6 separate regions of the Mus musculus genome follow, and regions 1, 2, 4, 5 and 6 are each linked to region 3. Evidence: chromatin contacts called from public HiChIP or PLAC-seq, Micro-C and promoter capture Hi-C data. All regions are on one chromosome and are shown on one strand. Each heading gives the region's core, a stretch centred on a gene start, on an enhancer-like site or on the middle of the called end of the contact. The rest is flanking DNA. Distances are from core to core; before and after follow the strand shown. Region 1 holds the start of Ndrg4 (N-myc downstream regulated gene 4). Region 2 holds the start of Cfap20 (cilia and flagella associated protein 20). Region 3 holds the start of Ccdc102a (coiled-coil domain containing 102A). Region 4 overlaps Nup93 (nucleoporin 93). Region 5 holds the start of Herpud1 (homocysteine-inducible, endoplasmic reticulum stress-inducible, ubiquitin-like domain member 1). Region 6 holds the start of Gins3 (GINS complex subunit 3 (Psf3 homolog)).

The links. Promoter capture Hi-C pulls out the DNA fragments that hold promoters and counts their contacts. A called contact is a pair of places that touch in the nucleus more often than the background predicts. HiChIP or PLAC-seq counts read pairs in DNA pulled down with a chosen protein or histone mark.
Region 1: a promoter capture Hi-C map of embryonic stem cells shows a contact between it and region 3. The contact joins the promoter of Ndrg4 here to the promoter of Ccdc102a in region 3. A contact is called at or near these places in 3 of 39 promoter capture datasets (embryonic stem cells, liver and pre-B cells).
Region 2: a contact with region 3 is called in an H3K27ac HiChIP or PLAC-seq map of trophoblast stem cells, with 3 times the contacts expected there. The contact joins the promoter of Cfap20 here to the promoter of Ccdc102a in region 3. A contact is called at or near these places in 1 of 39 promoter capture datasets (pre-B cells), 2 of 484 Hi-C or Micro-C datasets (embryonic stem cells and muscle stem cells) and 4 of 115 datasets of contacts at active chromatin or transcription factors (bone marrow-derived macrophages, memory CD8 T cells, pancreatic cancer cells and 1 more).
Region 4: a promoter capture Hi-C map of hematopoietic stem and progenitor cells shows a contact between it and region 3, with 2.6 times the contacts expected there. The contact joins the enhancer-like site here to the promoter of Ccdc102a in region 3. A contact is called at or near these places in 6 of 39 promoter capture datasets (the C10 cell line, hematopoietic stem and progenitor cells, liver and 2 more).
Region 5: a contact with region 3 is called in a Micro-C map of embryonic stem cells, with 2.5 times the contacts expected there. The contact joins the promoter of Herpud1 here to the promoter of Ccdc102a in region 3. A contact is called at or near these places in 2 of 39 promoter capture datasets (pre-B cells and stem cell-derived epiblast-like cells), 2 of 484 Hi-C or Micro-C datasets (the N1E-115 cell line and embryonic stem cells) and 2 of 115 datasets of contacts at active chromatin or transcription factors (memory CD8 T cells and pancreatic cancer cells).
Region 6: a promoter capture Hi-C map of pre-B cells shows a contact between it and region 3. The contact joins the promoter of Gins3 here to the promoter of Ccdc102a in region 3. A contact is called at or near these places in 5 of 39 promoter capture datasets (frontonasal cranial neural crest, liver, maxillary cranial neural crest and 1 more).

The regions. Positions count from the first base shown.
Region 1 is chr8:95,676,934-95,679,636 of GRCm38.p6, reverse strand. Ndrg4 (N-myc downstream regulated gene 4) reads right to left here and starts at 1,365. Exons shown (of 17, transcript NM_001372423.1): 1 at 1,254-1,365. The coding sequence starts at 1,290.
Region 2 is chr8:95,433,523-95,436,222 of GRCm38.p6, reverse strand. It overlaps Cfap20 (cilia and flagella associated protein 20), which reads left to right and starts at 1,354. Exons shown (of 6, transcript NM_008187.2): 1 at 1,354-1,735. The coding sequence starts at 1,652.
Region 3 is chr8:94,916,691-94,919,390 of GRCm38.p6, reverse strand. Ccdc102a (coiled-coil domain containing 102A) reads left to right here and starts at 1,293. Exons shown (of 9, transcript NM_001033533.3): 1 at 1,293-1,409.
Region 4 is chr8:94,306,150-94,309,098 of GRCm38.p6, reverse strand. Nup93 (nucleoporin 93) reads right to left here. Exons shown (of 22, transcript NM_001357266.1): 14 at 2,948-2,949; 15 at 2,753-2,825; 16 at 2,453-2,497; 17 at 1,142-1,258; 18 at 77-195. Among named protein-coding and RNA genes, the nearest start is that of Mir138-2, 17 kb to the left of the region's middle. Within about 2 kb of position 1,673, at least 63 of the 459 cell types and tissues checked have an H3K27ac peak or open chromatin away from gene starts, as enhancers often do. A contact at or near this core is called in hematopoietic stem and progenitor cells, where this site is marked.
Region 5 is chr8:94,384,786-94,387,729 of GRCm38.p6, reverse strand. Herpud1 (homocysteine-inducible, endoplasmic reticulum stress-inducible, ubiquitin-like domain member 1) reads right to left here and starts at 1,301. Exons shown (of 8, transcript NM_022331.2): 1 at 992-1,301. The coding sequence starts at 1,138.
Region 6 is chr8:95,632,219-95,634,918 of GRCm38.p6, reverse strand. Gins3 (GINS complex subunit 3 (Psf3 homolog)) reads right to left here and starts at 1,360. Exons shown (of 3, transcript NM_030198.3): 1 at 1,136-1,360. The coding sequence starts at 1,321.

The DNA.
Region 1 (2,703 bases), core at 116-2,615, 760 kb before region 3:
CCTATACCTCCATCCACTACCATTCCCAACACACACAAACACACACACACACACACACACACACACGCGCTTGCACACATACATGCTCGCACACACTCACAGCCCAAACCTTCACCTGGCCTACTTCCTGCCTATACCTCCATCCACCACCACTCCACACACACACACACACACACACACACACACACACCCTCCAGGGCCAGGCCACTCCCAGACTAAGTCACTCAAGACTCTAGGGCACATGCAGAACACCCTTTGTTCCTCCAGCTTAGAACGTGACCTCCCTTTTCCATGAACAGAAAGTTCTACTTTCACTGTCTGGGTCTTCAAAGGCAGCCACTTGCTCTAATCTCTGGGTCCTTTCAGATCCCTACCCCATATCCCATTCCATTTCCTGAGTGTACACACACACACACACACACACACACACACACACACACACACACACACAGAGCAACCCCTTCCTCACCTTACAGCGGCAGGACCCCAAGTGCTGAGAAGCATCTCTTGGAATATGTTCATTAGGGATACATGGGTGTGCACCTGACAAGGGCTCAGCATGGTCCAGTGAGATCTGGACAGGGGCTGCTCCCTCCAGCCCAGGTGCCCACCTCCCCTCTGAGAACGGAAGCCTCCACTGATGCTGGACTTCATGTATGAGGAACATGTAACCTTCCGATAGATACCTGGCTTCTGTCCTTGCTCCCTTTCCCATCTCCTCTAGGCATCCAGTTTCTCCAAGGCATTCCAGCTACTGGCCCCAGGATGCCCTCAGAGGGACATCTAATTTCTTCTCTAGAGCGGGCCCAAGGTGGATGGCCTGAGCCATCACGGTTCAACCTAGCTTCCCATCTTCCTAGTCCACTTGACTCTACTTCCAGCAAGAAACTTCTTCCCAGAGAGAAAGGTGGCTCTGACCATCACAGAAAAGAGGAGGCCCTTACACAGGTTCTCCCAGCTCCCCCAGGAGGCCCAGGGCTGCTTTCTCTGGGGACTTGGGATATTTGATTGGAAAACTCCGGAGCTCCCCTGGGGTTGCTAATCGGAGCTCCGTCGACGGGACACCACAGGGGGCCTCTGTGGAGCTCCACCCTCCCAGACGCCGGCGCTCGCGGCTCAGTAGAGCCCGGCATGCTTCAGGTTTCGCTCAACTGGGAACGCGCACCCGAGAGCGCCCCTTCCAACCCGGGCCACCGCGCCCCGAACCCGCTCCAAGTCGGAGAGCGGCAGCGGCGAGCGGCAAGCCTCGGTACCTGTCAGCAGTTGGAGCCTGTGTCCCAGCACCTTCATCTTGGCGACGGTGGAGCGCGCTGGGCCGCCCGGGGCGAGGCGCGCAGTAGCCGCAGAGAGGAGCGGCGGGATAGCGGGAGCGGCGGGAGCAGCAGCCGGTAGCGCGGTGCGCTCACCGCCCCCTCCAGCAGGGTTTAAAAAAATCCACCAATGGCACAGCCGCGCACCCCAAAAGGCACCCGCCGCCACCTGGCCGTGGTGAGCGCCGGGGGGGGGGGGGGGGAGTGTGACACCGCGCGGGAGGGGCCCCTCGCGAACAAAGACGCCTACCGCCCCCAGACGTCGCGGCCGGACGGGCGACAGCCGCGGTCTCGGGGGATCCGAGCCAAGAAGGCTGGGAGACAGGGCGTCGCCCTCGCGTGGGGGGCGGGGGGAGGGAAGGTGGCCAGGGCGTGAGGGTGGTGGAGAGAAGGTGCGGGACTGCGGTGTGGCTGCGCCGAGAGGGGATCCCAGGGGTGAGGGCGCGGCGACTCACCCAGGCTGCCGAGCGACACGGTCGCGGAGGCGGGAGCCGGGCCTGGACGCCTCCGCCGCCGCCACCCACGAGCGGTGCAGGTTCCCCGCACGAGCGAGCCCCGGGAGCTGGGGGCGGGGCGCCGCGCAGCGGGGGCGTGCCCACGTGGGTGGGTGGGCGTGGGGCGCGCTGCGCGTCCCGCTTGGTGGCTGGAGCTGGACTGTCTCGGGCTGTCTCGGGCTGTGGGAGTGGGCGGGAGGCCCGGTGAGAAGACCCACAGGCCGGGGCCCAGATGCAATCTGCAGCGCCTGACCTCCCAAAGAGGGTCCCGTCTCTGTCCAGCGTTTCTCGGGGAGCGCCAGAGACTCCCACGGGGAACCTTGGCTCACTCCCACCACCTCTACCTCTCTTCCCCTCCAGTCCCCACCCATCCGTCTGAGGGGACACCCTGGGGAGGTTGGGGAGAAGCTGGGGTTCAGTGGTCCAGGAGCCAACATTCCCCCTGTTTGCAAAGTCTGAAGGTTTCTGAGGAACTCAGGCAACTTCCTGGCTAAGATGTTCTTTCTGTCCCCACCAGGGCCCCACCCACACGGTGGCCACAACCTATTCCCTGCAGGTCACCCTCCCGGAGCAGGAAAGGAAAGGGACTCTATCCTCCTCGATCTCACTGGTTCCTCAGGAGGGTCAGAGGCCCTGAAGTCTCTCTGACTCCCCAAACCCTGAGCATCACCAACCCCGAAGTTGGGACGAGATAAGAGGTCCTGGTGACTCATTCCGTTCAGGCCCTGTGTGTCCCTTACCTTTTCCTCTGGGTTCCTGTCTTGATGGCTCACAGAGAAAGTACACTAGATCAGGATCTCTCTGAGGCCCTGGGTGCGGGGAAGGAGCATGTCACAAGAAGCCAGCCCACAACACTTCTGACTTTGCTGCCTCTGTAAGAGGTGCTTTGCCCTTAGGCC
Region 2 (2,700 bases), core at 105-2,604, 520 kb before region 3:
CCTGAGGATTTTGTTTAAGATTTCTATTTATTTATGTTTTGTTTCTGAGTTCTCTATCTGTATGTACACCTTCAGGCCAGAAGAGGGCATCAGTTCCCATTACAGATGGTTGTGAGCCACCATGGGGTTGCTGGGAATTGAACTCAGGATCTTTGGATGAGCAACCAGTGCTCTTAACAGCGGAGCCATCTCTCCAGCCCCGAGGATATTTTGAACAACTTAAAAACAATCAAGCTATAAATTATTCACTTGGCTTAGAGTACATAAAGAATTCCCAGATATCATGCAAAAATTAATTCCATATAACAAGTTTCATTTTTATATAGTAATAGATTCACATAGTTTTCACGATATCTAGAAATTCTGGCTGGAGTACTCAAAGCTTTGGTGTGAGGGTAGAGTGAGTTAATACAGGGTAAGGCATCACATATACCCGTCACATAGTAAATGTGTAAACTTTGCAACTATGATCGTTAAAATTGCTAAAGTGATCGTCTGTGCTTCAAACTCTTTTCTGTGCGCCAGAACACAGGCCTGGGTGGAACACCATTTAGGAAGACGCTCAGCGACTGGTGGAAGTCTTCCACACTTGAGATTTCCTTCTACTTGAAATACACAGCGTATGTCTTTCCTACAATATTCCAGAAATTGACACACTTTTTTTAAAAAAATCAGCTGTCGGTTCAACTCAACTATTCCACTTTTAAGATTTTATTAATTTTTGTTTATATCTTAATATTCCGGCTTTCTTCTTTTCGAATCAATGCATTTAAAGAGATACGCTTTCCCCCAGAGTATTGCTTTTACAGCAGCTCATTCACTGTAACTTGATAATTAAAGGTGATGATGTAAATTGGGCAATCAATACTGGTTCATTAGCTCACACGTTCTCCTGGGCCAACCAATATTTGTTTTTTGCGACAGGGTGTCTCTGAGTCCTGGCTGTCCTGGAGCTCGATATGTAGACCTCAAATTCAGAGATCTTTCTACCTCTGCTGGGATTTAATCCGGTACTAGGATTAAAATCTGGAGTCAACACACCCAGGGATAATATTTATCTGTCGTTGGCACAAAGCCACCTTCCTCACTCTTCCCGCCCTTCGGGGGAGGGGTCTGGCATGACTCCACCCCTCCACGCGCCTCCCGGTTCCCATGACACCACGCAGGCACTGTAAACACGTGAGGTAAACTTAAAGTCTCCTTCCGCTGTTCTAAACCAAGTCTGGGCCCCGGCGGGGAGGGGCGGGGAATAGTCCCTTGGCAACCAAGTTCCGCGCCCGAGGGGGCAGGAAGGGGCGGGCCTAAGGGCGGAAGGAACCGGAAACCGTTCTTTCTGCGGCAGGACTGGGCAATGCGCCTCCGAGGGGCGGGCCCAAGCGTGCGGAGGGATCCGTGGCGGGCCGAGGCGGCGCTCCGCCTCCTCTCCGGCAGGCTCGGCGGCGCGGGCGGCAGTTGCTGTGGTTTCGGTGCTGAGGTGGCTCGGTGCTCACCGAGGCTTACGGATCTGCGTCACGCCGCCGCTTCCCGCCGTCAGTGGCTGCAGCTCTCAGCGTCCTACCTTCGGACCGGCGGCACCCGCTCTCTTTCGCCGCTCGGTGCCGATCTCCAATCCCGGGCCTAGGGCGGCGGCTGCGGGGCCGCGGCTGGCGAGATGTTCAAGAACACGTTCCAGAGTGGCTTCCTTTCCATCCTCTACAGCATCGGCAGCAAGCCCCTGCAGATCTGGGACAAAAAGGTGAGCGGTGGGGGCGGGACGGGGGTGGGGCCGACTAGCCGCCCACGTGATGGAGTGGCTACCGAGCCTTGACGTCCCGGTCAGTAGAATGGGGGCAGAGTGCCCACAGCCTAGCTTGAAACGCATAGCACTTTGAAGAAAGACATGCATGTGTTCGCTGGTGCCAAGCACTGTTGCTGCACTCCATACGGAGGGCCTTTTCCCCGGACATCCTGAGCACCGGCCAAGCCAGACTTGTTCTGATCCCATTCATTAGCTCCATCCGTCGACAGCCAAACCTTTGGAACTTGCTGCGAGCCCTCTGTAACTTAGAGTCCGTACTATTCTTCCTGTACTGGCCTTCTCCATTGGGAAACCTGCAAAAAGGTGATTGTTAGGGGCTTCTCGAGAGCCAGTATCAAGCCTCTGTATTTTTATCCAGCCGTCCTCTAGAATGGATGGTGTTTTTGCTTGCCACATGAGATGGTGGCCTTCCCTGTTCACTTTTGGAGATATTAAGATCTAGATGAAATGCCTTGCCGTTTCTTTTCTCATGAAGATTCCTGGGGCAGTGAGCTGGACCGTTTTTTTGTTTTGTTTTGTTTTTGAATATAAAGTGGTCACTCTAATGTGGAAGCCAGGTGATTTAGGGAATATCTTTAGTTCTGCCCTCGGCTGGGGAAGATGGAGAGAGGTGATATGCCTAGTGTGGTGTTCATAGAGATGTATATAGAATGGGTGGAGTAAGTCAAGATTATTCGTAGTAGGACTAGAACAATGTCTTTCCTAATTCACAGAGAAGGGCTTTGAGACACACAGTGGTTGACAGAGTACCTGCATTGCCTTCTGTTTGTCACTGCTAGGCAGTCGTGTGTTCTGAGGACAGCTTTGAGAGAAACCTGTTGGGAGTGTCTTGTCATTTGGCTAAGACAGTTGAGAGTTCCTCAAGATCTGGCCTTTGGTATGTAAGCAGTCTGACCAACTCT
Region 3 (2,700 bases), core at 44-2,543:
GAGTTCTCAGAATACTCAGTGGGGGGCTGGGGGTGGGGGGGAGATCTGAAGAAGTGGCTCAGTGGTTAAGAGTACTTAATGCTATTTCAAAGGGCCCCAGTTTAGTTCCCAGCACCTACATGGTAGCTCATAGCTATCAGTAACTTTAGTCTCAAGGGATCTGAGCCCCTCTTCTGACCTTGGAGGCCACCAAATACACACAGGATCCCCTTAAAGGGGGGAAGGTCAAAGGATCCTTGTTTTTGAAGAAGCCCTAGTTTGTTTGTTTGTTTGGTTTATTTATTTTTGTAAATCAGGGGTTTTCTACTAGCTCTGGTTCTCCTGGAATTCACTATGTAGATAGACCAGACTGGCCTCAAACTCCTGTGAGGCAGACATCTGCCTGCCTCTGTCTCTGCCTCCCTAATGCTGGGATTAGAGGCCCCAAGTGTTGGGATTAAAGGGGTGCACCACCATATCCAGCTAGCCCCGGTATTTTGGTAAAACAAAACAATCTCTTACAGCAAACCAATAATAGCTCAACTCCGTAAGGGGGGAAAAAAACCTTCAACATTCAGTATGTGATTCACTCTTCACAAACCACTATGCTCGTGACCATGATTAGAATTAAAACACTCTTAACCAAGAAGTATGTGATTCGTTTATCTTCATAATCTTTATCTTTTCTGGACAATAACCTAACCCAGCTTAGCTGCCCACGCGTTTTTGTGACTTTTGGTCCTGTCGGCAAGACAGACCAACCTCGAAGCAGGATGTGAAGGGGAGATACCATCTTGACCTTCTTCTTCCCTGACAAGACTACAGACACCCTATCCCAAAGAGAGAGAGAGAGAGAGAGAGAGAGAGAGAGAGAGAGAGAGAGAGAGAGCCTGAGCCTAATGGGTGTGTACAAGAAGGTCAGAGGGTTCTGCCAAGCACCATCGCACACCAGAGGGAAAATCTCCACAGTGGGAGTAGGTCCCATCACTCTCCTTTATAGGCCTGAAGTCGCTTTGTACAAAAAAGGGAAACCGAGGCCCAGTGAGGACATGGACTCTGGCCCAAGTCCAGTCGGTGTCAGCGCTAGCACTGGAAGTAATGCAGTTAACCAAAGTGAAGCTCCTCGTGGGTCATGGTGCCCACTCCTGTCCTGGATCACCTAGACCGTGGTTGGCGGGAAAGCCGAGGACGCGGATCCTGCCTGGGCGACCCCATGCTTGGGCGGGCCAGGGGGGTCCGGCTGCCTGGCCCCAACCCGCAGCAAACCGCGCCCCACGAGGGGCCCCCGCCCGCTCCCCTTCCCCTCCCCTGGCAGGAGGAGGAGACTTGGCGGCCCTCCCCCGGCCTCCCGACGGCCGCCGCAGCCAGCCCCGCGCCCGCTCCACCCAGAGCAGCAGTTCGGACGTCCGGAATCCCAGCCCCGGCCCGAGGTGAGTGGGGACGGCGGGGCGGGAGGTCATCGCGACAGGGTACTCGCTGCGGTCTCGGAGCCGCTCACGCGAGGGAAGAACTTTGCAGCGAGGGACAGGAGCCGGGGCGGCGCCCGCCGCACCCCAAACTTGAGTCCAACTTTTTAGTCCCACTTAGAGTCCCCCGGCCCGTCTCCATCCCCGTGGAAGCCGGGTCCCGTGGCGGGACAGTGGGGGAGGGGGCGCCCGTGGAATGCCGGCAGGGCCAGGAGGGGGGGGGATGGCAGGCGGGGGCGGAATGTGGAACTCTCCCGGGGGACCCAACGTGGTCACCATGGCGAGTGCCGGACGGACGGGTGGCACTGGCCAATCGGAGCACGGCTTTACGCCCAGACCCGTTGCGCTACCAATGGAAACCAAGCGGTGGGGTGGGCGGGACCGCGTCTTGCAGGACCGGACCCCCGCACCCCCTCCAGCCGCTAGGGGGAGCGGGGCTGGTGGCCCGCGAAGGGGCTACCAAGTAGGGACTGGGCCCTGGAAAGCTGAAAACTTAATTTCGGGAAGGAATGCGGGCAAGTGGGGCAAGGGCTTGATGCTAAGAGAAGGGAAGGGCTTCAGCAGCCCACTGCCCTGGTTGTGCCGAGGGGTAGCACTCTTCCTCATCCCGGGACTTCAGTTTGCGTAAGTGAATGTCCCTTATTCGGCCCGGATTACTGAGCTGTTGTAGGAGTACGATGAGTTCTTATTGGCAGAGTCTTACCCACCTGCTGGAGGAATTAGAAATCTTGTTGGTGCCTCTCAATACATAGGAAAACTGATGCTCAGAAAGGCCAGGAACCTGCACATACCACACGGTGTGTAATAGCAACGCTAGGGTTAATGTCTGTTCTATACGAATGTGCGATGCCAAGAGTTGCTAAGAGTCCTGGGGCTGGAGTAGGTGAAAGCTTCCACTCTTCCAAGTCATGTTTGTTTGGCGGGCCTAGTATCTGAAGATCTCCCTAGTAAGCGCTTCCAGGGGCATGGTGCTCTTCAGGTAGTCACGCATGACCCAGCCACAAGCTCTGTTCTAGCATAGAAACCCTGCTCTCCTCCCTTCCCCACCCCTCCGTTTCTTTCCTGGAGGTCCAGCAGCTGTAAGCTGGGCTCTCTCAGTATCCATGGTCAGAGGGACAGACAGCCCACAGTCTGCGGGCTGACCAGCCTTGGGCCCTGCACTTATCCAATCAGGCAGTCCCCTTGTGGTTTCCTGCTGGGCTCTAATCCCTACCCACAGCTAGGCCTGTGGCCCTGGGCTTACCCCAGAGTCCAC
Region 4 (2,949 bases), core at 424-2,923, 610 kb after region 3:
ATGAAGCTGGACACACAGTAGGGCGGACTCAGTGACCTGGCACCCTCGGGCCCCACTGAGCAGGCCCGGGCCTTACCTCTCCGCAATGGAGAGGGCCATGTTCTTCAGCCTTTCTTTGTTAGACTGTGGGGCGCTGATCTGTGGGACAACAGGGCTTAGCAGCTTGTTCATCAGCTCCAGCACCTTGTCAGCATTCTGTTGAAGATTTTAAGATTCAGGGAACAATCAACAAAAGAACAAACTAATTAAGCAAAATAAAACCAGCAACTTTCTGGGGTGATGAACAGAACTACTCTATATTCTGAGACCAGGGTTGTGTGGACAGATCACCCAATATATACCTACCACTTGCATATTTTCCTATGTCCTAATTAGACCTCAACACAATATTTTTAAATTTAGGAGATTTATCTGTCTGTCTGTCTTTTTAAAAGAGTAATTCATGTATATGAGTACACTGTTGCTGTCTTCAGACACACCAGAAGAGGGCATAAGATTCCATTACAGATGGTTGTGAGCCACCGTGTGGTTGCTGGGAATTGAACTCAGGACCTCTAGAAGAGCAGTCGGTGCTCTTAAATGCTGAGCCATCTATTTACCCCTAGGAAATCTTTATTTAAAAAGATTTATTTATTTTTATCTTTTTGTGTTTATGGTTTTTTTTGCCTGCATGTACGGATGTGCACCATGTACATGCCTGGTGACTGCAGAGGCCAAAAAAGGTACCAGATCCTCTGGAACTGGGGTTATGGAGGGCTGTGAGCCACCATGTGGGTGCTGGAAAGCAAACCCAATTCTTAGGAGAGCAGCGTGAGCCACCTCTTCAGCCCCAGGACATCACCTAAGTCATCAGTGCTTATCACATACTCGTAGGGAGATGCGTTTAACTCAGGTTCTTGGACTGCACACTGTTGGCCACTGTAGAAAGCTACCACGGGAACCACAGTGGTTTTGACAGTGTCTACAGGAGAGACTTTCATTATGCTGTTATTTGGCCATAGATACTTTTCGGACAGTTAGACTTCTGTAAAATGGGAACTTGACCCTGATTGAACCATTTTTACGCCAGAGAACATGTTTCAGCTGGGACAGTAGTGCAGAGCTTGGGCATTCACGCCGAGTCAGGAAAAGGGAACATTACCTTAGCAAGGTCATAAAGCTTCGCTGCCTCTTCAAACAGTCCTTTGTTTTCTGCCACCGAAGCAACTTTGTTGATAATAGGCTTTGTGTCACTGGTAAACTTATCTATAACTCCAGGCTGACAAGACAAATATCAAGGGGAAGGGAAAGACTCAACACCCCGCAGCAACTGTGTCTCGGAACACACAGCTGAACAGTTGCCCTAGTCAACAGTCTTCATCTGCCAGACTCGGCTCTCCTGAAGACATAAGGCCCCACACCATAACCACAGAAAAAGACAGGGCACGTTAATGGGAGCACTATGGAGTCAGCTATGGCACATTAGTGGTTTCTGAGAGATTTTCCAAAATGACTAAGAGTAGGTAAAACTATTAGTGATTCTAAATTTGCTGGCAAGCAGGATGTTATGAGAAAATACTTTTAGGACTTTCAATTTGCTTTCTAAGACAGATGCAGGAAGTGGTGGTGAGGACTTTGAAATAGCCTCTGTCACCACTCACTAGCAGGCACACGATCAGGAGAGTCTGACAGGCCCCAGGACTCAGGGAGGGAAGACCGACTGCGCAACACTGTGCTTGACCGTGCATGCTAAGGCACCTTCAGGGCTCGGCCAAATTCCAGTGCCCTGCCCCTCAACCCAGGAAATGCACTGCATGCTCAGATTCCACTTGTGTGCTCTTGAAGAAAGTACTTAGCCACTTTTATTTCTGCTTTGGTTCTCACTTTGTGGGTGACTGTCTTACCTGAGTAAGATACTACACAAAGCCAAGAAGATGGCCCCCACTATCAGTACCGGCAGGCCCCTCATCTGGGCGCCAGGCCAAACCATGAGGTTTACACAGGAAAGTGAGTAGCTGTGGGCACCCAGGGGGGCCAGGGTTAGGACTGGGCCCTGACATGGGGCTTCTGCCCTTCTCTTACAGTGTCCCATGGCATGGTAAGTCCCAGAGGAGCTGCTAAGGCTCTTGGGAGATGGCATTTCTGGGGTTGGTGGGGAGTTCTGAGTACTCAGAGGTGAAGTGCATGTCTAACTTTCCCATCTGGAGAGAGTAGGCAGAGTAAACCCTAACTTTTCTTCATGTTTTCTGAGTCAAAAATACAGCTGCCTTAGCTTTAAGAAAAATGTCAGACAGAACATATGAAAACACTAATTACAAATTTATAAATTTTAAAGAAAGAAAAATGTGTGTAAAACTAATTAATGCTATCAGTTGGGCTTATAATTTCATCCTTCCATTTGTTACAATTCATGTATCCAGATGACTCCTACAGTATAACTACATTCTGACAACCAAGGACACATTTAACCTACCTTTCTACTTCCATCGTTCTCTAGTTTTCCAAGAATCATATCAAACTGTGGGGGAAAAAAGGTTTACTCAGCTTACTGGTCAAGGAAATAAACATAACACACAATTTCTTAGGGCAAAGGGAAAGGAGAGGTCTCTCACAACTAGGACACAGTGAGGCTGAAGTCAGTATTGTCAGTGTAAGAAACCAAAGCAAGCCCTGCCCTGCCTGCCTCCCCCTCTAGGCCATGTACAGCACACACACAGAGTAGAATGAGAGCACACTAAAAATTCCAGCCAGGGTGATGAGAAAGCTGACCTACCTCTCGACTTTCTATCACAAGCTCGCTCACACAGCGCAGAAACATGTTTTCTCCTTGACTGTCTTTCTCATCCCTACAAAAGCACAGGAATAGCTTGGGTGGTTTGTGGTACAGATGCAGACTGAGTCTCTAACAGTCACTGTCAGGATGGAGAAATAAAAGCTAGGCAAGTACAAAGGCAAAGGCAGGATTCACCT
Region 5 (2,944 bases), core at 52-2,551, 530 kb after region 3:
TTACTTTCCCGACAACTCGGAACAAAAACAAACTGAAACCCACGCGCCACTGCCGGTTGGAGCTCTAAGGCCACTGTTCAAAGTCCCCATCTGCAGCCACCCGATTGCCCTCTCCTGTCGGATCCAGAACTGTACTCGTGGACACTTACATAACATCAGAGAACAAAGTAAATACAGGAAGGTCCAGCGCACAGCCTCCGTCACGTGGCAGGGACCGGAGGGGTGGGCGGGGCTAGGGAGCTGTTGACAGATGTGTCAACCAAAGGGGGAGGGGGAGGGGTGGGGAACCCCACGGAACAAGAAAGTCTCCTAACTGACCCACGGTTGTCGTCAAATCAGACTCAGGGCTACTCCAGCTGCTGGCTTCCTTTCTCAGTCATCCTTCGCTAGAAAGTTAAGGGGGCTCCTCCCCGAGACTAAGTGCGGCGCGACAGGGAGGGGCGGTCAACGGAAGGCTGCAGGAGAAGAGCCATGTCTAGCCTATGGGCGTGGGACCTTCAGAAGTTGGTGACTGGGCACGCACCCCACCCTCTAGCCAATGGCCCAATCTGGCACATATACTGTCTGTCCTCGGTACACCCAGAAGTCTCGTTTGGCAACATTTACTTTTCTTATTTCTACCCATCAGATGCAAGCCGAACTGGGAACACCCAGTCAGTCACCTAGTAGTTTGTGGAGGGTCACTGGGACTCGGATGGGGAAATGACTCATTAAGGTCAAATTACTGTTTCCCTGGGAGGATGAGGAGAGGGTACAGGGACGTGGGGCAGATGTGTGACAGCCTTGGGAGTTAGGTGTAATGGGAGGTGAAGAGATGAGGGGCTAGAAGAGGGCAAGCGCGGACTGGTGGAGGCCCAGAAGAGATGACAAGCGCTAGGGCGAGCAGAGGGGCACAGGAGACGGTTGGGCAGGAAGGAGACTCGCGCCCTGTGGTGTGTGACAGGTGAGTTCAGGCAACCCTGCAGGCGTGGCACCCCGGGGTCCCACTCACCGGGCGCTCGGGGTAGACTCGGCTCAGGTGGGCCTTGAGGCGACTCACACTCCAACTGCGGTCGCCACTCAGCTCCAAGTCGCGGTGGCGCTGATTGGGACTCTTCACCAGCAGCGTGACCGGCTCGGGCTGTGGCTCGGGCTCCATGTCTGCGTCGCTGGCGGCTCGACTGCGCTCAGGGATGCCGAACGGGCGGCGACGCAGCCGTCTGAGACCACACAACGACACTTGGCGTCTTTGGGACACGCGCCCCCGTCTCGGGTACCTTTTATGGGCGCCCCGTGCCAGGGCTCCGCAGATAGCGCTCTCTGTGGCTGCCATCCATTGGCTGAGACAGAGGTCAGTGTCCAACGTGGCCCAATCAGCGCCCGGAGAAAGGCGGCGGAGAGGCGGGCTAAGCGCGGGGGTGCGGGCTGATGCAACCCGCCGTGGTTGCGTCATCCTGAGTCCCGACAGCGGCGCGGGAGCGGGTCTTCGGCGGCCATGTCAGGGTGCCCTCTGGGGCGCTGGTCCTGTTCAGGCTCCTTAGCGCGGGATGCGTGCGGTGCCTGAGCCTGGCGGCCTGCCTGACTCCCAAGATCAGCAGGCTCTGCAAATTGTGCCCTCACAAAGCGGCCCTCCGCCCTTTCTGACCCCAGGCGCCTGGGCATACGTCTGTCCGCTTGCATTTTCCCTGGTGGCTGCGCAGCCTGGCATCCAGGGAAGCCTTACGAACTAACCAGGCCTTAGAAGCGAAGAGAAACCAGGCCTGTGTTGCTCTGAGCTGAGAGGATGAAGGATTCGGGCACTTTCCAATGTGCCTGCAGCAAATTTAACGATGCATCAAGTGTGGAACATACCCCTTATAGTAATGGCACTAAGTGCCTCTTGATTGACAAACCCTCTAGGAGACACTGGAAAGGGTCATCATTTATGAACTAACAACATCTGCTGCTTTTAAATTGGGGTTGCGACAAGCACAGCAGTGGTCTCAGATACCTGAAATCTGACCAGAGGCAGTGCTCCAGTGTTTCCTCTGAGTTTGAAAAACAAAACTGGCATTGCTCCGGCCCATCTTTGTCCCAATCCTGTTGGGATACCTGGGTTTTCAGCCATGTCCAGAGCTTACAGAGGTCAGAGAGGTGATAGGAGAGTCCTGTTCGGGAGATGGTTATGTGAGTTTGTCACACAACCATAAGAAAGTGTCGTAAACTGGAGGCTCGAGCAACAGAAGTTTATTTTGAAGCTGTAGAGGCTGGAAGTCTGCGACCAGGGGTTAGGGCAGCATTGCTTTCTTTGGGGGCAGAATCTGTACCACTCTCCTAAGTTCTGCAGGTTTGCTAACTGTCCTTGGGACTTCTTAGCTTTGGGGAGTATTTTTCCAATCTCGAGCTTTCCGATCACATGGCATTCTCCGGGTGTGCACCTGTGTGCGTGCACATACACGGGTGTGAGTGTATCTGCATCATCTTTATGCGTATCTCTGTCCAGTCTCTCCCCTGCCCCCTTTATAAGGGTATCATTCGCATTGTCGTGGCTAAAGACCTCATCTTAACGATTATCTTTCACAAAGATATTTCTAAATGCCATCACATTCTGGGGCTGAGACGTCAGCGTCTCTCTGGAGGACACCCTGCACCTCACCGCAGCGGCATTTGCCAGTGGTCCACCAGGGACACGCCGCAGAACCTCAGCTGCTTTCCTTCCCAGGTTTTATGTTGAAGACCACTGAGGCCAGTGTGGTGTTACAACATAAAGGCCTGCATCAGGAGGCAGAAGCAGGCAGATCTTCAGAAACTAAAGGGCAGCTAGGAGGGCTCTGTCCCTTTGCATGAAGACTGGCCCCCCAGGGCATGTGATCTCTGCCACAGTGATCTTCACATTTGACTTAATACCCTGTTGTTTCTCTCTTAAAATTATTTTTGAAGATTTATGCTATTTGCGCGTGTGTATGTATCCCTGTGCCTGTATGTA
Region 6 (2,700 bases), core at 111-2,610, 720 kb before region 3:
TAAATCCTAGCCATACAGTGGTGACACACACCTTTAATCCCAGCATCAGGGAGGCAGAGGCAAAAGGATTGCTGAGTCTGAGGCCAGCTTGGTATACAGAGCCAGTTTATGTCAGCCAAGGCTACACAGAGAAACTCTGTCTCAAAAACATTAAAAAAACAAAAACAAAAGACTCCTAAATCTTTCTCTATGACAATGGGGAGCCAATAAGTTGACATTTGGGGTAGAACTCTGTGGTAGCATGCTTGCCTGGCATGTGAAACGCTCCAGGATTCACCCCCAGTCCTGGAATATTCTTCAAAAACATGGCGGTCGACTCTGAAGAGTCGACTTACAAAGGACTGTGAGGTTGAGAAGCAGCCCAGGGAGCAAAAATGAGCCTTTCTGTTGTTGAAAAAGTAAAAATGTGGTGTTTTACTTTGAGAAAAAGTACCTAGAAATAGACAGAGACAAAATTGATACCCTTCCAAACAAAACTTAAAGGACCTAACGGGAAATGAAAGTAACCATTGCAAGTTACGCTCTTGGGACAAACTCGTACTTGAAGCCATAGAGTCCAAGGTTCGAATCCCAGTTCACCATTTACTGGAGGACCCTGGCTTTGTTAACCCAGCTTTTGTTAGGTTTATGGGAGGGCAAAAGGCTTAATACGGGAAGCTGCAGTTGCCATTTTTCAGTGCGACACTGAAAATTGTTATGAGCAACCTTTTACCGAGGACTGCCTTGGTTAAGCCAGCACGGACTTACTGTGGAACCCTGGCTGAGGTACTCACTCTTTGTAGAATTGCCTAAGCGAGAAGATGACAATTTATCCCCCCATCACAGACTCCCATCCCCTGATGGACAGTCGGTCCTCGGAAACAGGCTGCAGACACTGTCATAATTGTGCCGAGTGCGCATGACAATCTGCAGTTCCCAGACTTCGAAACTTCAAATAAGTTTTATGGAAACCATGAATAGAACCAAGAGACCCTGAGATGATGGGCTGGAGCCAAAGCCAATGACTTTGGAAAGTTTGAAGACTAAGATCGGTGGCGGGAGAGTCCTCCGAGTGCTGTGCAGCTTCCCGGGACCCCCGAGGACTCCCACCGCCTCCAGATCTTGGAAACCTCTGCCCCGGCCGGGCTCGCCTCACCTGAGGGAGCGGATGGTCCGGCTCGGAGCCCGCGCCCCGCTCCAGGAAGAAGGCTCCCAGGCGCGGCATGGGCGTCTCGACCCGCACCGGCAGCTTCTCCTGCGACATCAGGATGTCGTCCAAAGACAGGAAGTTCTCCTCCGGCCCCAGAGCGCCCGACTCCACTGGGAAATACGCCTCGGACATGGCAGCTCGCAGCACAGTCAGGGATGAGGAGGGCGCGCCACCTCAGCGAACTAGGGCCGGCTTCAAACTCGCTTTCCCGCGCCGCACTCGCCAGACCCGAGCAGTCGATTTCGGCGAGCCTGCGGCCGCTCAGGCAAAAGCAATCAATAAGGTCACAGATTGGGTCCAGTGTCCCCGCCCAATGCGGAAGCCCTGGATGAGTCGGCCGGAAGTCCTCCTGCAGCTTGTAGACTAGGCTGGGGAAGGTATATGAAGCTTGAACATCATTGAAGGGACAGCATGTGTCTGTACTAACGGAACTGTGTTCATGCAGCCTTTAAATACACACATAGAATTTAAAAACATCTTTGGGGATTCAAGTAATATCATTTTACACTATGTATTCCAGCCCTCATTAATCCCGCTTTTATTGCATTTTCACTGGTAGGTTAATTATTGTCTTTGAAAACAACAGAAGAAACTAAAACGCAAGCACTAGTCCAAATGTTTAACTGTGTGCTAAGTTACAAATTATTTGTAGTATTTTGGCCGGGTGTAGGTTCAGGTGGGGTGGGAGTCTAGATGGAGTGGTAGATTTATATATGGCTGGAAGATCTGAAGTTCAGGGCCTTGCTCTACTGTCAACTGGCAAAGTCCTCGTGTGGTGATCAGTTTGGGTTCCTGAAAGAGGAAACTAGACCAGTTTCCTAGTCTTTTCACAGCCACTCTGCAAGCGGGAGCTCCTATATCAAATGCGATCACAGGTAGAGTACCTGAGAACAAAGGAAAGACCACGGTTGCTTGGTTGCTTGGTCCTAGATTTGGCGGTACATACATGAATACAGGTTGAGGCAGATTGTTGCGAGATTTGCTACCGAATTTACCTACTGTAGGAGGGCATTCCTGAGGTAGTGGTTTGTGAGCAACACAGGAAAGGGGGCGAGCATGCCTTTCATCTTTTGTATTCCTTTTTAGTTTTGAATGAAATAATTTGTTAATGTATTTACATAATTCACTACATTTAAGCAATAGCCTTCTAAATATGGACTAGAACTTTACATATGCTAAGCAATAGTCACTTGCTTTTTCTTGCCAAAAACACTTGTATCACATGAATGCTTGAAGTATTTACACCACTTTCTTTACTTTTTATTCCTCTTCTTTTAACAACCATTGCTCTAGTCAGTTTAAGACATTTTATTCCAGACAGCTACTTTAAAAAGTTGCAATAATGTCAAGCATGCTGGCACATGCCTAGAATCCCTGGACTGGGGAAGCCAAGGCAACAGGATCTCAGGGTCGAAACAAGACCAGGTTATAGGGCAAGGCCTTATCTCTAAAACAATTATGACTAATGTGCTTGTTGACAAGAGCGGGTCAGAAGCAGACCCAGGGTGTGA